Regions from separate parts of the Mus musculus genome. Here region 1 is linked to region 2. Evidence: chromatin contacts called from public Hi-C data. All regions are on one chromosome and are shown on one strand. Each heading gives the region's core, a stretch centred on a gene start, on an enhancer-like site or on the middle of the called end of the contact. The rest is flanking DNA. Distances are from core to core; before and after follow the strand shown.

The links. A called contact is a pair of places that touch in the nucleus more often than the background predicts.
Region 1: a contact with region 2 is called in a Hi-C map of bone marrow-derived macrophages, with 38 read pairs. The contact joins two enhancer-like sites. A contact is called at or near these places in 4 of 484 Hi-C or Micro-C datasets (LSK cells, bone marrow-derived macrophages, cerebellar granule neurons and 1 more), 2 of 115 datasets of contacts at active chromatin or transcription factors (double positive thymocytes and fibro-adipogenic progenitors) and 2 of 9 other capture datasets (adipose tissue and pancreatic islet).

Annotation. Positions count from the first base shown.
Region 1 is chr8:122,158,782-122,164,609 of GRCm38.p6, forward strand. It overlaps a transcript of Zfp469 not described here. Among named protein-coding and RNA genes, the nearest start is that of Gm39268, 12 kb to the left of the region's middle. Within about 2 kb of position 1,605, at least 9 of the 459 cell types and tissues checked have an H3K27ac peak or open chromatin away from gene starts, as enhancers often do. A contact at or near this core is called in bone marrow-derived macrophages, where this site is marked.
Region 2 is chr8:122,005,995-122,012,318 of GRCm38.p6, forward strand. Banp (BTG3 associated nuclear protein) reads left to right here. Exons shown (of 14, transcript NM_016812.4): 10 at 1,097-1,168; 11 at 1,759-1,797. Among named protein-coding and RNA genes, the nearest start is that of Mir7237, 31 kb to the left of the region's middle. Within about 2 kb of position 1,892, at least 56 of the 459 cell types and tissues checked have an H3K27ac peak or open chromatin away from gene starts, as enhancers often do. A contact at or near this core is called in bone marrow-derived macrophages, where this site is marked.

The sequences.
Region 1 (5,828 bases), core at 355-2,854, 150 kb after region 2:
CTTGGAAGATAATGTTGAGAACACTGCAGAAGATGGAGGTCTGGTTTGTGAAATTTCAGAGGGAAAATTAAAGACTCTTTTCAGGGCCATTGCTGTTTTGAATGTGAAGATTCTGTAGTTCTGGTTAGCTGGGGCTGAAGAATCAGCTGTGATTAACAAGATACCAGAACTACCAAAGCAAAAACTTTGCATTACTGGGACTATTGATGCTGGTTAGCTGGAGCTAAGAAATTAGCGGTGATTAAGAAGAGACCAGCATCATTGAGGTGACATCTTCTGGGAAGTGTTTTCTGAGAGCACAGTGGCTGTGTTCCAGATATAGCCAAAGTTGTACCTTGTGCTGTGGCTGGACTTGGTAATGTGTAAGGGTCACCCAGGTGGTACTGGTTTTGAAGGCATGAAGGAGTTGAGCAGAGCAGCTGAGGCTTGGCACTGTGAGAGGCCATGGAAGGCCATTGGTGAAAGTGCAGCCTCAGTTGCAATTGATGGCCCAGGACTGAAGGGGTCATGCAGTGTTTTGGAGATGCCAGTACCATGAGATGACCACCAAGAGCAGCAGCAGCAGTGGAGTACAGGCATCTGGAGCCTAGAGGATGAAGCGTGTGCTACAAAGGGCCTGGCTGGAGAAGTGACCCAAGCCCTTGGAGGAGCCCAGAAGATTGTAAGTTGGATCCCAGACATTGGACGGTTGGAGATTGACTTTTGCTTTTGATTGTGGCTGTGCCCTGATATTTTCCCTCTTGAAGGAAGAAACTGTTTTAGTGGAGCCCACGGTTAAGAGACTTTTAATTGTAAAAAGACTTTGGATTTTAAAAGAGATGAATATTTTAAAGAGATTGAAATTTTAAGAATATGTAAAGACTGTGGGACTTTTAAAGTTATTTAGATCTTGGGGATGAATAAGAATGTAAGGGTTGAGGCTTACTAGTGATGTGTTTGTGTGTCAAGTTGACAAGGGGTCAATTGTACTGGCTAGTTTTGTGTCAACTTGACACAGCTGGGGTTATCACAGAGAAAGGAGCTTCAGTTGAGGAAATGCCTCCATGAGATCCAACTCTAAGGCATTTTCTCAATTAGTGATCAAGGGGGAAAGGCCCCTTGTGGGTGGGACCATCTCTGGGCTGGTAGTCTTGGGTTCTATAAGAGAGCAGGCTGAGCAAGCCAGGGGAGGCAAGCCAGTAAAGAACATCCCTCCATGGCCTCTGCATCGGCTCCTGCTTTCTGACCTGCTTGAGTTTCAGTCCTGACTTCCTTGGTGATGAACAGCAGTATGGAAGTGTAAGCCAAATAAACCCTTTCCTCCCCAACTTGCTTCTTGGTCATGATGTTTGTGCAGGAATAGAAACCCTGACTAAGACAGGAGGCAACACTGGAAGCTTTAAGGTCCAGGGATTGTGTCCTATATCTCGACAAGGCTGAAGAAGGCACAGTCTCTTTCCTCCCTTCTAGAGGGCCGTGGAGAGGCACTGACAGACATGCCAGTCGGCTGGTGGGGCTGGAGCCTGGAACTCTGGTCTCCAAATCAGTTCACCCTTACGCCATATACAAATAAAGACATGTGTCATGAGTCTTTACTTCTTCACTTCCCCAAATGACTCCCAGGACCCTGGTGGGGAGGGAAGTGTCCTGGCAGGGACTGGCTTCTTTCTACATCTGGTCGCATGGAGAGAAGGCTGAAGAAGTTGCAGGCAAAGGGCAGAGAACCCAAACAAAGGACCAGAAGGCAGGGAGGGCAAGGATCTCAGATCATCCCTGCTGGCTCAGGCTGGAGGGTGACCTCCAGAATCCTAGAAAATGGAGACCAGAGGAAGTAAAACAGACTCTCGAAAATCAAGGGGCCTCCCTTGGAAATGCTTAGAAGTGAGACCACCTGGGCCTCGATATCCTGGTCCCTCCCTATGCACCTCACCCCCAGGAAGCCCAGAACAGACAGTGGGCGACCACTCTGGGACTCTGTGCAGCAACCAAAACGCTTAGCACACAGAGAGTGCACCAGCTGCCGTGGAGTCTGTATCCTTAACGTATCCAGGGGAGATGCACAAGCTATGAACATGATCCTGAGAACATGGGGCATCTCACCCACACTCGATATGTGACAGGGGTGGGGGGTGCTGTGGGAGGTGTTCCTGGAGGAGTGGGGTGGAGCTAGAGTCCTTTACACCGGTAACCCAGAGCACGGCCTCCCTCCAAAGAGAGACCTCCAAAGCCCCATACTTCATGCCGTGGGTGGGGTCTACACTGAGTTGTGTTTTGGGGGACAAGCAATACTCACATGGCTTTAATGTTTGTGTGTGATTGACAGAGTCTTCGCTGAGAGCCGTGCACCCGAGCCCTGCAGGCGGGCCTGCTCTTCGCCGGAGGGAACGAATCAGAAGGGACCAAGGATCCACAGGTAAGAGCAGCCTTCTTTTCTCCATGGTGTTGATTTGACTTCGGCTCCTGCTCGTTTTGCTCATGATCTGTCTTGGATTTTGCCACACCGTCACAGTGGCTTCTGTCACTACCAGGGTGGCATTAGTACCTGAATTCATCCTGAGTGTTCGCTGGTGCTTGGCTCGCTCCATGCTGGAGCCGGTGCCTGGGCAGTCAGTGTGAGGCTGACTGATGTCTGTCTACTGGTTAGTTTTGTGCAGAAGCCAGTTTTGATCCCAGTAGGCTGTAGAGAAGAGCTTTCATGGTGTGTCCTAGTTTATTATGGAAGGGGGTCACTCTTTAAATGTCACTGGGGCCTCTGGGACTGATGTGCCCAGAGGCAAACATCTGTAAGAGGAGGGGACCATTGCTATTGGGCAAGGTACCTGCACACTCCTCCACACGGTGGTGATACCAAGAGTTCAGGTGGGACTCAAAGCAGCTTTTTGAGCTGTGACTGTGGCCTGCAGGATCCAGTCGCTGCCATGAGACAGAGCTGCATCAGGAACCTGAGAACGGGTCTGGCCATCCTGGGCTTTCCCCGTCACTAGCCTCAGTAGCGTCTGCAGCTTCTCCGTGGGCTGTGTGTCATGTGCCACATCTATAAAACACCCTTTCAAAAGAACCTTCTAGGCACATTTTTAAGGGAGGCCTAAGAAGGGAGGCTGTCCTGGGAGCATGGCTGCCCTGGGAGCACGGCTGTCCTGACAGCTTCCAACTCTCTGAGAGGACATGCTCTGTCCCAAACACCTTGGTGATCACCTAACGGTATAGGGACAATGGAGACCCATCAGCTGACCAACTGTCACAGAGTCCTGACATTTGTCAGCCTAGATGTCCCCCAAAGGCTCAGGGCATTGCTATGCAAACTATTTGGTTTAGTTGTTGTTTTTTATTCATTAGAGCAACTCAGTGTGGGGAGGTTTTCTGGAAAGGGTACCAAGAACCTTCTCCCTTGGGAGTGTCGAAGTCACCTGGGGCTACTGCTGTAGAATTCATCTATTCAGGGCCCTGACAAAGTTCTCCGGTAAATGACCTAGAAGACAGCACAGGCTGAGCTTCAATCAATGTCACTCACGCCAGAGGCTGCAGGTGGCACAAGTAACATCTGCCATTCACTCTGAGGCGATGACAGTCAAAGATGATGGAGAGATGGCAGGATGGAGAGGTAGCTGCCTGTCAAAGGAGGGGGCGGAGCTACTGTGTGTGGTCATGAGACTAGTGGGGGTGGCCCTGGGGTTTACCATGCGCCTGCATCTTCTGTTAGGATGTTCTCCTGGTCAGATAACTGGAGAACAATTTCAGTGGCCTGTGGTACCTGCCAGGTGATTTTCTGGGCCTCTCCGGCATGGTGGAGTGGATGAGGCTAAGGGCCTAGAACTCCAAGATGAAACTTGAGTCTGTAAGAGGGGGGAGCAGAAAGAGCCTGATGGTAGGGGTGCAGAAGGAGTGGAGACTCTGGACTCTGAGTTCTTATGGAAGAAGGCTTGCTTCCAGAGATGGCTCAGATGTCTTTGGCTGATTGTGAATGGTATGTGCTCCTGCTTGGAGGGAAGGGGGTTCCCCCTTGGTTTGCTGAGCTTGCTCAGAGTTCCCAGGCCAGGCTCTGAACCCAACAGGGAGGGTGAGTCTGGAACCCTCTTGAGGGCTGGCTCTGCCCCCAGGAGACCAGGGGCAGCTGGAATTCTCTCTTCCAGGGGACAGGGTGGGGTCGGGCTCTCTGCTCAGGTCACAGAGACACACAGATGTGATGCTTCATCTCAGGGACTTCGACCATGCAGTGCAGTCTCCGGATGGATCCCGCTGTATAGCAGTTCTTTGTAGGCCTTGCAATAACCATCCCCTGCAGGGGGGCGGGCAGCGGCAGCAGCAGCACCCCTCCCTCCTCAGCCTGACCAAGTGATGCTAACCAAGATCACTTGGTTTAACCATTGTCCCCTCCGGCCTCACCACTCAGGCCACCGACTGCAAGCAGGCCTTGTGGCTCTCCTCCCTCTGGACTGTGAGGCAGGGCTGTGCCACCAGAGGGCAGTGTCGGGGCCTGGGGAGTGCCTGTATCTGGGAACCAGGTAGTTGACCGTCTCTCTGGCAACCTTGGACACCTCTAGGGGTTGCAGGGAGCTTTCGCTGCAGTGTGCTTCCAGTCCTTCTGGGATGAAGTACATCCCCTGGGGCTCAGTCACCTGCAAGGAAGTAGTGACAGAGAGGACCATCTTTTCTGATCACGTTGAAACCGGGTGTGAAAATTGAGGGAAGGACAGGAGTTGGGGTGGGGTGGGGGAGCCTCGAGGCAGCTGACGTCTTCTGTGGCACCCTTCATTTCTGAGCAGCATGCCCCAGACCTAGTTACCTTTTCTGCCCGTCTCCTTTACTTTGGTTTGTCTTCCCCCAAATCCAAAGAGCAGATAGATGTTTGTATGAAGCCAGGACACCGTCACGTTAACCAGGTACTCACAGGGTTAGGAGGGGAGATCTCTGGTCATTACCTTGGTGTGAACAATCCAGATTCCGGCTGCAATGCTACCAGAACCAAACAACTTGGTCCAGAGCCCAGAACTTCTGCCTCGAAACTCATAGGGTTCCTTCTGGTGGCTATGAGCCCCACCAAATGGCATCTGGCTGTGAAGGAGCGCCTGCCAACTCACCTGACTTAGTGACCCAGACAGACCTTAGGTGCTGAGAAATCAAACAATACCTTCAAGATTCCCTTTCCCTTCTCTCTCCCACCTCACCCTGAGGGCGCAGGCACCACCATCCATATACGAGCTCTGGGGACATGTGGTGTGGCCTGTGATCAGAAAGCTGTGTACCTTCTCGTGCATCAAGGGGTCCATTTCACAAGCCACAGGGACCCCAGGGTCATGTAGGAAGTGTTCTTATCCCACTGGACAAAGTCACAACTGGTCTTCAGCCATCCCACACAGTGGCATCTCTCCTTGGAGGTCCATGCATTGGCCCCTGGAGATAGTGCGTCCCATCCTGTTCTGACAAGTTCCCCCCAGGGTCTTGCCTACAAAGCCCCACAGAGTTCTTTATGGCTTGATGCCCTCAGGATGGAGTGGCAGGGTTGCTCATCGTAGTTCCACAAGGATATCTGCTTGCAGATCGATGTCTGTGTTAGAGCCTCAATACCCAGGTGCCCTCAGGGCTCTCTGCACCTGCTGCGGCCATGTGCTCACTGCCTGTTCCTCTCCTGCCTACCCCCTCCCTCTTGTGGGAGAGTTAGACATGGGTAGCCTGCTGTCTGTGTGCGGGAGCCAGTGCTGGGCTGTCCTCTGGCCCCAGATCTGAGACGTCTGCCATCAAGAGAGGACATGTCCTGTCTTCTCCTCCCAGCCCTTCACCTGGCCTGGGCGTGTGCCAGGGCTCTGTCAGACAGGTATGAAAGGGAAGTAAGGGACCCATCAAATCGGGTT
Region 2 (6,324 bases), core at 642-3,141:
GCCTTGGCACAGGTTCCCGTGAGCGGTGAAGCTGAGCGGTGAAGCGGAAGCGGCCCGGCCCCGCCCCTGGAATAGGCTCTTTGCTATAAGATCTGTTTGGGCCAAGATAGGATTTAAAAAATAGGGGCTGGTGAGATGGCTCAGTGGGTAAGAGCACCCGACTGCTCTTCCGAAGGTCCGGAGTTCAAATCCCAGCAACCACATGGTGGCTCACAACCATCTGTAACAAGATCTGACGCCCTCTTCTGGAGTGTCTGAAGATAGCTACAGTGTACTTACATATAATAAATAAATAAATCTTTAAAAAAAAGCAACTTAAAGGTTATGTTAAAAAAAAAAGGATTTAAAAAATAAAAAGATTTATTTTTATTTTTAGTAGTGTATAGGGTTTGTGCATGTGAATGCATGTGTTCACAGAGGCCAGAAGAGGGCTTTAGATCTTCCGGAGCTGGAGTTATGTGGGGTATTGTGAGCTGCCCAACGTGGGTGCTGGGAATTGAGCTCAGGGCTTCTACAAGAACAAGTGTTCTTAATCTCTCCTGCCCCAGATTGGATTTTGATAGGAGTCGGAGCCTCAGGCTTCTGTGCAGACACATTTGTCAGTTGTTTCCGTGAGCGAGCTAGCTTCCTTCCTTCCTTCCTTCCTTCCTTCCTTCCTTCCTTCCTTCCTTCCTTTCTTTCTTATTGGCTATTTTCTTTATTTACATTTCAAATGTCTTCCCATTTCCAGGTCTCCCCTTCGAACTCCCCCTATTCCCTCCCCTCTCCCTGGCCCCCGTGAGTTGTTTAAATGTGAGTTTACCATCTGCCCACTTGAGTGCAGTGCACAACTAACTCCTCCCATCTGCCACCCGTAGCTGCACAGTTGGTAAATCCTGTGATGAGCAGTTACATGATTTACCATTGTGGAGGCTGTAGCCGGAGCTCAGTGTGTGCACACTTCTCACCGCCGCCCAGGCTGTGGAACCAAAGCTCCTTGCTCCCCAGCAGTTTCTGAGGTGCCGGAAGCAGCCAGGCAGGGAGGTGGCAGAGGGCTCTTGCTGTTCCCTTCAGTTTGTTTTCCTCTGATGCTTCTTGGTGTCTTCTCTTGTTGTGGATCCCACAGGGCCACCTCCACATTGCCCAGGTGCCTCAAGGGGAGCAGGTGCAGATCACACAGGACAGCGAGGTGAGTCAGGGGTCCTGTCATGGTCCCAGGGCCATACAGTCCTGCACTCTGTGTGGAACCAGTGGCATTCTGGCAGAGCCTGGGATGCTCTCTAGGAGAGACTGCCTGGTGCGGGGGTGGGGTGGGGGATGACTGGGACGCTTTTCTGGTGTCCTTTACAGTTGACGATGGTGTGCAATGAGCTCTGTGGAGAGGCACTGCACACTCAGAGGGTCCTCTGGTCCCAGCAGCGGGAGCAGCTCCCTAGCTATTATGACTCAAGCAGACAGTGCTCTGATAATATATTCTTGCTATGGGGACACGGCTCTGCTATGGGCCATCTGGGCTACTGTGCACACACCTTGTGAATCTACAGTTGTTTAAAAGAAAAAAAAAGGTGTCCTCATTCATGGGTCAGAGTTGATCATTCGTGGGTTTAACGTTTTATGATTTTAATATAAGAGAAAAAGCTAGAGATTCAGCTTATACTACTTGTTTTGCTTCTGTGGGTTTTATTGCTAAAAGGGGTTGAATTTTTATACTTAGTGGTTTCCTGGTTATTTCTGAATCGTGTAGGGAAGTTCTCACTGTTCCCTTTTTGCACTGTACAGGGCAATCTGCAGATCCATCATGTGGGTCAGGATGGCCAGGTAAGTGCTCACCCTTCCCACGCACTCCTTCTCACTGTGGCCTGCATACAGGCTGTACTCCTCAGCACGGGGCACTGCTGTCGGGTGGGGTGGGGTTGCCTCCAGCGAGGGAGCGGAGCTGAGCTGGGCTGTCCGGGATGTGTACAGCAGGGCTCTGTCCTGCGCTTGTCCTTCCTGGGCGCTCACATTGGGTTTTGCACTGGAGAAGAAACTCCCCCCTAGTTTCTGCAATGCTCCCTGAAAATCTGACGGACGAGGTAGGCTTGGTTAAATTTAAGCACTTCCTGTTCTCCCGAGAGAGGAGAGCAGGTCTCTGTTGTATATACTCGGAGGACTCATGTGCTTACTAAAGTGCCCCAGGCAATGGGTCCCCAGCAGGATGTGCCACTGGCAGGGAGGGAAGCTGGTGCTGGCAGTGGGGGTTTGTTTGCACTGTGTGGCCTTTAAGGAGTTTTTGTGAAGATTGGTTTTAGTTCTGAGTTCTGAGTAGTCAGGACAGGCTTCTGTTAGTGCAATGTGGCTTTCACTGTGAAGACACACAGAACTCACTCACCACACAGGAGGTTCCGCTCCTTGTTTTCCAAAACTAGCACTGCCTGTGCTGGAAGACCCATGCGGCTTCCTCGTGCTCCCGCCTTGGAAAGAGAAGAAAAGAAGTCCCAGGCATTTCTGCAGAGCTTGAGCAGTTAGGAACAAGTAGCAGAGGTTGGTTCTCTTGGAGGTCTCTTGCTGTCAGCTGGGACAGCAGAGGCCCGGCCAGGCTTGCAGTTGGCTCCCCTCTCTGCCTTTGAGGATGTGGTTTGGCTTTGGTTGTCGGTGTTCCCCATGGGCAGGCTGTACCTTTCTGTGGCTGAGGAAAGTGAAACCCTCCTCAGGTCCCCACTGTTTGTGTTGTGAAGAGAGTTCCACCTGGAGTGGGAAATAAACACAGTGGGCTTTTCCTTGTCCCTGACCACTTAACATGAGGGCAGAGATCCCAAGGTCAAATTCCAAGCATGGCAGCTCATGGCATGGCCACAGACATCCAGTCATGGACAGTGAGGCTGTGAAAGAGCCATTGCCTCAGCTCCAGGTAGTGACACCTCTGGTTCTGCCCCTGCCTCCAGTGTCTCAGAAGCCTGTCCCTGCTGCCCGCTCAGCTCCAAGCAGCCTCCCTACAAGAAGCTGCCATGTTGGTCACTTGTCACACTGAGAAGTAACTTGTCCATCTTTAATTCTTTGTGCATATTTTGTTTCTGTCCCCTGCTTCCCAGTGTCACTGTATCTGGGACCGAATATCAAAGGGCACTCACTGCTGCCCCCTTCTCTCCCAGTGGCAGCTTGCCTTCGGATGGCCATGTGCAGCAAGCGCTCAAGAAGAGCTGCTTCCTGCTGGGCCGTTAGCTGGTTGTCCTAGCTTTCCACTTGCGGAGATTCTGCCTTCATTTTGTCATCTGTCTGTTCAGTCACCTGACTCAGAATGGCTTCACTTATGGTGCAAAAGGCACAAATGCTCCACTTACCTTGATGTCCTCAGTGGAGCTAAAGAGCCCAGACCTGTGCTGGGACAGTCAGCTCTGTCACCTCTCCTCTTCCTAGGTCCACAAGAGGATTGTGCCTGTTGGTCTTGGATTCTTTAGCTGCGCTGGTCTCAGGTCTTCCAGCATCTTCGTGGGAATGCTGGGCTGTTTTCCTGAAGACTGACTGCAGGCACTGGCTGGAGATGTATGGGGAAGGTGTTGATTAGGACGCTGTCCTCAGTTGTAAAAGCTTGGGAAGACATCTATGTGGGAAGGTGGTGGGGCTTGCTGCATCAAGGCTGCAGCAGGGTGACAGGGGCAGCTGTGTCCCCAGAGGGAGGCTGTCTGCCACAGGAGGACTTGGGCACCAGAGATTCAGGGTTAATGAGGTTAGAGCCATCTGAGCTTGGGCTGTCAGGTGCACAGCTACTCCCGGTGTAGATAGCTGCTGTGGACAAGTGTGGTCAGAAGGGGCCATTGGGTAATGGGAACGTTTGCAGCTTCAGTGGTTGTTCTCAGTGAGTGGTGTGGGAGTGGGTGGGCTACGTGCTCTCCACCTCTGCTCCTTGTATGCTCTAGCCAGCTCTAGAGGGGCTCTGCTTGCTCTTGGCCATTCTAGCCCTAAGGGTCACTGCTGTCTGCCAGTTGTTGTCCCACTTCAGGTTTCCAGGCCTTTGCTGCAATGGCCAGTACTCAGTATCTCTGTACTCTGTACACAGCACTCAGTATCTCTGGATTCTGTACACAGTACTCAGTATCTCTGTACTCTGTACACAGCACTCAGTATCTCTGGATTCTGTACACAGTACTCAGTATCTCTGTACTCTGTACACAGCACTCAGTATCTCTGGATTCTGTACACAGTACTCAGTATCTCTGTACTCTGTACACAGCACTCAGTATCTCTGGATTCTGTACACAGCACTCAGTATTTCTGGACTTTGTACTCAGCACTCAGTATCTCTGGACTCTGTATACAGCACTCAGTACTCAGTATCTCTGGTCAGTAGAGGGAGTAGGCAGGGGATTCCCTGGATAGTGAAATATAAACTTTAGCAGGATCCTTTAAAGCATGACTTAGAAGGTCTTTGTCTGGGTTCCCACAGCTGTGCTTTACCTTGGTTTGTAAGTGTAGGTTCCAATCAGAACTGATTTCGGGCTCCTTGGAGTCTGGCCGAGCGCTCTGAGTTCAGCCTCAGGCTGCAGCACCCAGACACATAGGTTGTTGTCTCCCTTGTCTTCCGGCCAGTGTGTCTTCTTGTGATCGCTACCTGTCCTTTATGTGACCTTCCATTAGAGTTGGATCTGATCTGCAGTCACTGGTTGTAGCTGTGGGAAAGTGAGGGATGAGGCTGAGCCAGGGCCTCTAGGTGTTCACTGCACTGTGGCTTTGGTTCTGATGGGTCTCGTTGAGAGTCAGCTCTGGGAGCCTGGCAGATTGTTTAAGCTGATGGTGATGTCTTCTCCGGTGAAGCCATAGAATCACTGGAGGTGGGTGACTCACTGCTGCCGCCCATTCCTGACTTGTAGCTGTGCGAATGGTCAAGGAGAGTGGTCTAAGGAGGGTTGTTGTGGTCTGATAAAATTGTTTGGGTGGAGCGTGGGTGGGAAGTCAAAGCAGGGTCAGAGAATCTAGGACCTCTTGCAAGGGGATCTGGCAGGGCAGGGCTCCAGAATTGGGCTGTGGGTGGGACAAGCATGTTGATGCAGTACTTCTTGTCAGGTCAGAGGGATTTCAGTCCTCACAGTCAGTACAGTAGAGGCTGGAGTTTTCTTGGGTGCATTGAAGGCGCTAAACAGTGACCTTTTTGAGGTCATGGGGACTTCTTGAGGCCAGCAAACCTGTAGCTATCTTGAGAAGGCCCCTGGGGGCTGACCTCGGTCTTGGATAGTCACTGCCCACAGATCTGAGCTTTGATGGGAGCCACTGCTGCCTGTTAAGCTTCCTCCCTGTGGGTCGTTGCCTGGACAGCTGGGGCCCCGGCTGGCTGCTTTAGTAGTTGGTGGCAGTGTGTCTGGAGCGGTGATGTGCTTCAGCCTCAGTGAGAGAGATTTCACACATGACTCCAGGGTCTTTCTCTCATAAACATGTGCAGTCAGAATAGCTCCCCCAGGCGGCCTGGGCCTCACTGTGGCTGTAGTAGTGTTTACCTTTCTGCCCTGTTAACTCCTGAACACTGGCTATGATGCATCCCGTTTATTGTGAATCATGCTGTGAGAGATGACTACTGTTGTCAGTTAGCCTGTTAGTCTAAGACAGTCCAGGTTTTCACATAAATTGTATTTGTACTCTAAATGGCAATATACATTTCCCTTCATTTTGATAAGTCAGAAGATAATTCTTCTTGAATTTTATTGGAAACCCATTTAAAAATTGCTGGGGCTGGAGAAGTGACTCAGCAAGAGCAGTTGTTGCTTTGCAGAGAACTCGGGTTCAGTTCCCAGGTTCCATGTCAAGTGGCTCACAGTTGCCTGTAAGTGCACCACCAGGGAATCTGACACCCATTTCTGGCCTCTGGGCACCCGCACTCATTTGCATTGACCCACATACATTGACCCAGATACACAGACCTACACATAATATTTTAAAAATAAAAAATGAACTCTATAAATATAATCCTGTGTGTGCTAGGCCTGGTGGCACAGGCTTCTCTCTAGTCACAGGTAGACAGGAGTATTGCAGTGGGTTCTGTTCCAGGTGATCTTAAACTTGCAAACCTCTCTGAACTGCCTGCCTCCAGCTGAGCGAGCTTCAGGTATCTTAGACAGCCATCTCCACCGTTCTCTGTCCTTTGGAGCAGCCAAGCCCCGACAGGATGGGGAGCAGCTGGGTGCCTTCAAAGGCTTGTTGTGGGAATTGGACTGACTTTTGCCAAGTGTGCCAAAACCAGGCCTGTTGTGTTTTGTACCTGGGCAGTGTTTGGAGCAGCGAGAGCGGGGGTTTAGGCTTGCATGTTACTTTGACGTCTTGTTTTTGTCCCTGGTGACTTTCTTGGTACCTTGTCCCACAGTTTATGACAGAAGAGTT